Regions from separate parts of the Mus musculus genome. Here region 1 is linked to region 2. The links are chromatin contacts, called in public HiChIP or PLAC-seq maps. All regions are on one chromosome and are shown on one strand. The core of a region is the stretch at or near the end of the contact, and the rest is flanking DNA. Distances in the headings are between cores, read along the strand shown. Region 1 holds the start of Stamos (signal transducing adaptor molecule (SH3 domain and ITAM motif) 1, opposite strand). Region 2 holds the start of Vim (vimentin).

What was found. HiChIP or PLAC-seq counts read pairs in DNA pulled down with a chosen protein or histone mark.
Region 1: a contact with region 2 is called in a FOXA1 HiChIP or PLAC-seq map of pancreatic cancer cells. The contact joins the promoter of Stamos here to the promoter of Vim in region 2. A contact is called at or near these places in 4 of 39 promoter capture datasets (the HPC-7 cell line, cranial neural crest, hippocampal neurons and 1 more), 3 of 484 Hi-C or Micro-C datasets (CD4 T cells and embryonic stem cells) and 5 of 115 datasets of contacts at active chromatin or transcription factors (T-cell acute lymphoblastic leukemia, forebrain, memory CD8 T cells and 2 more).

The regions. Positions count from the first base shown.
Region 1 is chr2:14,072,553-14,075,705 of GRCm38.p6, reverse strand. It overlaps Stamos (signal transducing adaptor molecule (SH3 domain and ITAM motif) 1, opposite strand), which reads left to right and starts at 1,772. Exons shown (of 2, transcript NR_038162.1): 1 at 1,772-2,123. It overlaps Stam (signal transducing adaptor molecule (SH3 domain and ITAM motif) 1), which reads right to left and starts at 1,606. Exons shown (of 14, transcript NM_011484.3): 1 at 1,370-1,606. The coding sequence starts at 1,409.
Region 2 is chr2:13,572,386-13,575,680 of GRCm38.p6, reverse strand. Vim (vimentin) reads right to left here and starts at 1,370. Exons shown (of 9, transcript NM_011701.4): 1 at 687-1,370; 2 at 80-140. The coding sequence starts at 1,249.

The DNA.
Region 1 (3,153 bases), core at 523-3,022, 500 kb before region 2:
AAAACAGAAAGAATACATATTAGGCCCTGGGTTCCATTTCCAATACCACAAAAAGGAACAAGCCAGGAGAATATAAGTGTGACTGATTAGCAGAAAGCAAGATCATATAGGATCACTATAGGTGCCAGGAACAGAGGCAGCAAATATTGTTTTATTATAAGCATTTGTCCTAAAGACTGATGTAACAAATTGTAAAACAGCCAAAGAGCCGCAATGAGATGGTCTTCATGGTTGCATTTCTTGTCAATGAACACTGTGTTCAGTAAGTACTGGTGCTAAGCACTTATTAAACACAATTTCCCAATTCATTACTTATTTAGCACTATTGATGATTTCTAAAGTTCCATCCACAGCTCAGATTCAGGACATTCAACTGAATCACTATGAACCAGGCAGGAAGCGGCAGTAATAGTACATTTTCTCCAGTTGGCAAAATGTAAAATTCACCTCTAATAAACAAAATTCATAAAGTAACTCTCACAAGTTATCCTTACATTCTTTTACTACAGTTATGCTTAAATTCAGCCTGTGGGACTGGATGGTATTGGTTCGCTTTCATTCCACACTATGCTGCCAGTGTAGTTCAATGTAATGCATTCAAAAACATCCCAAAATTCTTTCAAGAAATTCAAATCAGGTCTGAAAAATAGATAGCTAACCTGTTAAATTGGTATGCTTGGTACCTAATACCAATGATTCAGACAACAAAAAATTTAGCATTTCAGACCCCATCCTAGAATCAAAATCCTCTTCCACACTTCCCCAAAGGCAGAGGCCCAGCCTGAAAAAGGCATCCCAAAGGCTCATGTCTGCGTTTTCAGTTGTTGCCAAGTAATCCATCTCCATCTCTTCCAACATTTCAACCTACCAGTACGTAACCAGACCTCTCTCCTCCAGGGACCGTTATAGGGCTATTTAAAAAACCCTTTAAGTAACCTTACCTAAAACATTCTGCCAGTTCCATTGGGCCAGGCAAATACTTTGGCGATAGAGCATATAATCAATCTGCTTAAGCCAAGATACGTCTGTCCTTCGCTCTTCTCCCAGAAGCCATGCCCCAGCGGCAGATGGCTTCGTCGTCTGTTCCTCCCGAGGCAACCCTTTACCCCGAATCCCTTAAGCGATTCCTTCAAAGCTCCCCCTCCCCAAGTCCCTTACCAAGGCCCATTAGAGAGGTTCTAAGTCCCATTTCTTCCAAAGAGGATGCGCCAAGCGCTCAACCCTCTCCCAACTCTGAACGAAGGGGCCCCGGGAGAGAAGAACGTGGGCTCGGCCTCGGGAATCCAGAATGAACGAACGCAGTGGGACGGGAGTCGGCGCGGGCTCGCAGTCTCGGGGGGCACCCACGGGGGGCGGTGAAAACACTTACCAACATCCTGGTCGAAGGGGTTGGTGGCAAAGAGAGGCATGTCCGCTGCGTGCCGAGGTGTCCCCGGGGACTGCCCCTCGACCCCGCGGCACTCTAGGGGTGACGGAGAAAGGAGGCCCCTCAGGTACAAACACAGCAAGGGCGCCTGCCTGCCAGTGCAGGGTCCCTCTCAGCCCCTCCTCTCACCCACCCCAGCAACAGAGGCGGCGGCGGCGGCAACAGCCGAGAAGCGGAACAGGCCCCCGCGCGGGGCGTGTCGGGAATGTAGGCGACTTGAGCGCTGCCTGAACACTGCCCGCTCCGGGTCTGGCCAGAGCCCGCCGCCTCCGCCGAGGCCCACGCGATGAGCCGCCGCTGTCTCTTCCTCTGCTGAGTTCCCGCGTGCCCGTGGGGTTAGCGGCTAGGTTCTCGGCTTTTCCATGTCCCCGGGCGTCTCGGGAGGACGAGGTCCTTCAGGCGCACCGAGGCCGACTAAGAGCCTCTAGAGTGAATAAGAGACTGGGAGAGGGAGAGGGTTCAGTTTGGGTCCAGCCAAACCCTTAATTTTTAACTCCTTGGGTTTATTCGATGGGTTGTTGTGATGTTGCAATCCCTCTAGAAAGTCAGGCAGTCCTTTGGGTTACCCGAGGAAAATGTTGAGCGCGCTCGTCGAGGGTTCATGGAAGTTGCTGGGATTGGAGTCATGTGAGCTGGTGGAGCTGGCCTGAATCCCTTGGAGGGAGTGTCGAGGCGCACAGCCTCTCGAGAGGCTGAGGTAACGCTGGCTCATTCCCCAGCCTGAGATCAGAGGGAGCCTTCCTGGGTGTGGGCTCCGACTGACTAAACGTGCAGTCACTGAGTCCCTGAGAAGATTAGACCTTCTCAGCCTGAGATAAGCACGCACACCCAACGGCAGAAATTGAAAAAAAAAAAAAAACACACACACACACATGAAAAATGGAGCCAGACATTGATGAGGACTCTTGGCAACTTAAAATGTTGATTTGGTGATCTAATTTGTACATATGTATGTAACGCACGCCCCCTCCCCAGCTCCCAACACACACACACACATTGTCCTCTAAATCATGTGAAATCTAAAGAATCATCTCTTGGAAATATTACGTAAAGTTAGCAAGTCGGTCTTGCACATGCACTGAGATTCGGTAAAAAGTGCCCAAATAGGGACCCTTACAAAAAGGGAAGCTTATAAACATGTCAACAAGATTTGTATAACAGTACAAACAGCTTGCTTACTAAACAGTTAAAGTCGAATTTTGGAGGAAGAGGAGCAAACTAAAGCATCGGTTAACGTTTTCAGTCATTTAAAACTAAAAGAATCCAAGGGATGGGAAACAAAGTTGCCTGATGGGGTATAAATTACAGCATTCTTAAGAGAAAGGATGGGAAGTATATAGCCAGCTTTTGGAAATGTGCCTCTGGTTCCAGTTATTCTGAATTTTAAATCTTACAGTCTTTTAAAACATGAACCAAGATATTAATGGCAGCGTTGTTTACAATATCAAAGTTTTGATGACCGCTAAACTGTCCGACATTAAAGAGATTGGACAAACTCCTCTGTCTGTTTCCTCATAAATAAGAAACGGAAATGACAAACCATTGAAGATGAAATAAATTACTAGAAGCAAATCCCCTGTAATAGTGTCTAGCATATAGTAAGCACTCAAGTGGAATCAATAGTTATAATTGTACTTATTTGGCCATTGAAAGTAAGAGCATAGATGTGTATTTACATAGACATCTGAGTGGATAAGAGTTTAAAAGGCTTTAAAGACTGACTGAGG
Region 2 (3,295 bases), core at 121-2,620:
AAGGGAAGTAACTTTTAGAACCGCTCGCGGGTTGGCTCCATTGGGCTGCTGGCTGCATGTGAAAAAGAAGTCTACAAACCTGTCTGAATGACTGCAGGGTGCTTTCGGCTTCCTCTCTCTGGAGCATCTCCTCCTGCAATCTGAAGCAGCAGCACATTAATCAAAGGGGAACTGGAAAACCGCCAGGGGCGGGGCGGCCACACCCAACCACAAATGCCGCCAAGCCTTGAGTCCAGAGCTGCTGTGACACCTCCACCCACAGTAGTTACTGCAACTTGTCGAGGTGGCAGCTCTCTGCAGGTGTTAGCTGGAGTTGGGGCACACTGGAAAAGACAATCACTGCCCTTCCCTTACAATTACAGCCAATCCCCTGTCCCAATATCCCAGATGCCTTTGCCATCTCTTTGTCTGGAACCCTTCACACCCATTCTTTCCTCCTGTCTGGTAACTGTAAGCCCAGAAGAAGGACCTAAGAAACTTTCTAAAAAGTTCAATGGAAGTGCTTGAGTGAGGCGAAAAGAGAAATGTTCACTGCAAAGTTTAGGTTCAGGGTGGGGCCCGCTTCCTCTGCTATCCTCCAGACAACCGCCACCCCAGCCACATCCCCAAGGGCGTGGCAGCCCCAGTGCAAGGCCCAGGACTCCCCTCCCTCCCACACCCCACCACTCGCGTAGGTCAGGCCTTACTTCTCTCGCAGCCGCATGATGTCCTCGGCCAGGTTGTCCCGCTCCACCTCGACACGGGCCTTGTCGTTGGTGAGCTGATCCACCTGCCGGCGCAGCTCCCGCATCTCCTCCTCGTACAGGTCGCCCAGGCGCGACTTGCCCTGGCCCTTGAGCTGCTCGAGCTCAGCCAGCAGGATTTTGTTCTGCTGCTCGAGGAAGCGCACCTTGTCGATGTAGTTGGCAAAGCGGTCATTCAGCTCCTGCAGTTCTACCTTCTCGTTGGTGCGGGTGTTCTTGAACTCAGTGTTGATGGCGTCGGCCAGCGAGAAGTCCACCGAGTCTTGAAGCAGCCGCACGCCCGGCACGCTGCTCCGCAGGCGCACTGCCGAGGACCGGGTCACATAGGCGCCACCGGGGGATGAGGAATAGAGGCTGCGGCTAGTGCTGGGGCGCAGTGCGCTGCCCAGACTGTAGGTGCGTGTGGACGTGGTCACATAGCTCCGGTTGGAGCTGGGCCGGCTCGATGTGCCGGAGCCACCGAACATCCTGCGGTAGGAGGACGAGGACACAGACCTGGTAGACATGGCTTCGAAGGTGGGCTGGCTTGCTGCGGCTGGAAAAACTGCAACAAGGGAATGAGGGCGCGGTGGCTGTGAATCGTAGGAGCGCTGGGGTCTCTGGGGTCCCGGAGCAAGAGTGGCAGAGGACTGGACAACGCCAAGGGCGCTGCTTTTATAACACTGTTAGGAAAGAGGGTCCCCTCCCACTGCCATCCTAGCCGCCGAGCGAGCCAGCCAATGGGGACCCGGAAAGAAGTGAGGAAGGGGGGTGGGGGAGGGAGCTCCCCTCGAGCCTTCCTCCAGGGCTGTAGGGTATCAAGCACAGTCCTGTTACTAATTGGAAGTGCTAGGCCTTTCAGGGGCTTTCCTGGTGATCACCCGAACTCTCTACTCACCCTTGGGTGCTGAGAAAGAAGGGATCGCGGGAAGGATTCATGGGGGAAGGAAGGGGGGCTCTGGAAAGTTGAGTAAAGCGATCCCTGGCACTGGGCCAAAGGGGCGTGGGACTAGGCGCGCTGGTAGGAGGGGCGTGGTCGCAGTCGCAGATCTGCGGTCTTCTGGGACTGGGTGGGTGGGGAGATCCGAGAGCGGAGGAGCAGGAAGAGCCTGCAAAAGCAGTCCTGCAGATCGGAAGCCGGGGAGAGAGAAACAAAGAGGGCCCGAGATTGGGGGTGGAGAAGCACACAGCCCAAGATATCTGGCTCAAGACCTTTGCAGAGGGCTTGTTTGACGTGGTCATATCCCCTGATCTAACGGACTCAGTTCAACTAGAGAGGATTAGGAGCCACTGCCTCTGGAGTAAAGCCCAGGGGACGGGGTGGGGTCGCTGAGTCAGTGGATATGACTCATGGAGCCCTGAGGGTGAGATCGTCTAGCGGTTCAGGAAAACCGTTAGTTGAGATTGACTCCAGACTCCAAGAGCGCTAAGCTCATTCATTGTCCGAAGTTTTAAACCAACTTTGAGAATAACCGTTCTTGTGATTGTTGGGGAAGTGTGGAGAGTTCTCCTTAGAAAGAAACTCTTGCAGACCCGGGAGAGCCACAAAACACATCCACACACCCCTACCCCCATCCCCACCCCTGACGACAAAAGCTCCCTCCCTCCCTCCTTCCCTCCCTCCCCCTTTCTCTCTTTCTTTCTCTCTCTCTCTTTCCTGCATGAAACCACACCCTAAGTTCTGGGTGAAAGAGGAAACTACTTTGGTAATTTCAAAAGCAAGCCCAGTGATCTCGGCCTTTCTGAAAGTGGACTGCATTAGAAGATAAGCAAGTCGGACAAGAAACCATTGGGTTTTGCTAAAAAATCCAATTCGGTGAATGAGTTCGGAAGAAAGGCAGTTATGTAGCTCAAGTGATAAACTGAAGAAACAGATTTCTGTAGATTTTAGAGCAGCGATGCAGGGGAGAAGATTCTAGTGACTTGTCTGGGCAACGCCACAGATCCTATTTTCCACAAAGAAAAATCATGAAATCTAACTTGAAATGGCGACAACTGTCCACAAAACAAAAGGTTCAGAGTGTTGAGATGCAGCGACTGTCACCTTTTCAAAGGGAAAATGACCAGCTCAAGGCTATTGCTTCACGTTTGCTTCTAGGCAAGACTAAGGGGTCTCCGTTCTCCAAGGGAAAAGGACTTTTCAAGAAAGGGAAGTTAGGCCCTTTGTGATTAAGCACGGATAGAAAAATTACAGTTTCTTTTGGTTTGGGATTTGTGGAGTACTGAAACAAAAACAAACAAACTGGGAGATGGGTCCATTAGTGAATAGGGAAGGAAAAGGAGCTTGTATTTTGTTTTTGCTTTTGTTTTTCTTTGGAGCACAGAGTGTTCCCAGCTTACCTGGCAATTAAGAAAGGCCGTTTAGAGACACGTGCAGGATTTATGCTAGCTTTTTTGTACAAGACTCTTTGAAGCAACCCTTTGTGCACCTCATCTCAGTCAGTTCTGGGAATGCTGCGGTCAAGGTTGCCTGCAGGACTCTCTGGGACCCAGCTCTCCTGCTGTGCCTTTCTTTATTCTCCTTTCAAAGAGAGGCTGTGGGTCCTTTCCAGAGAGCACTGCCAGGGTTAGCC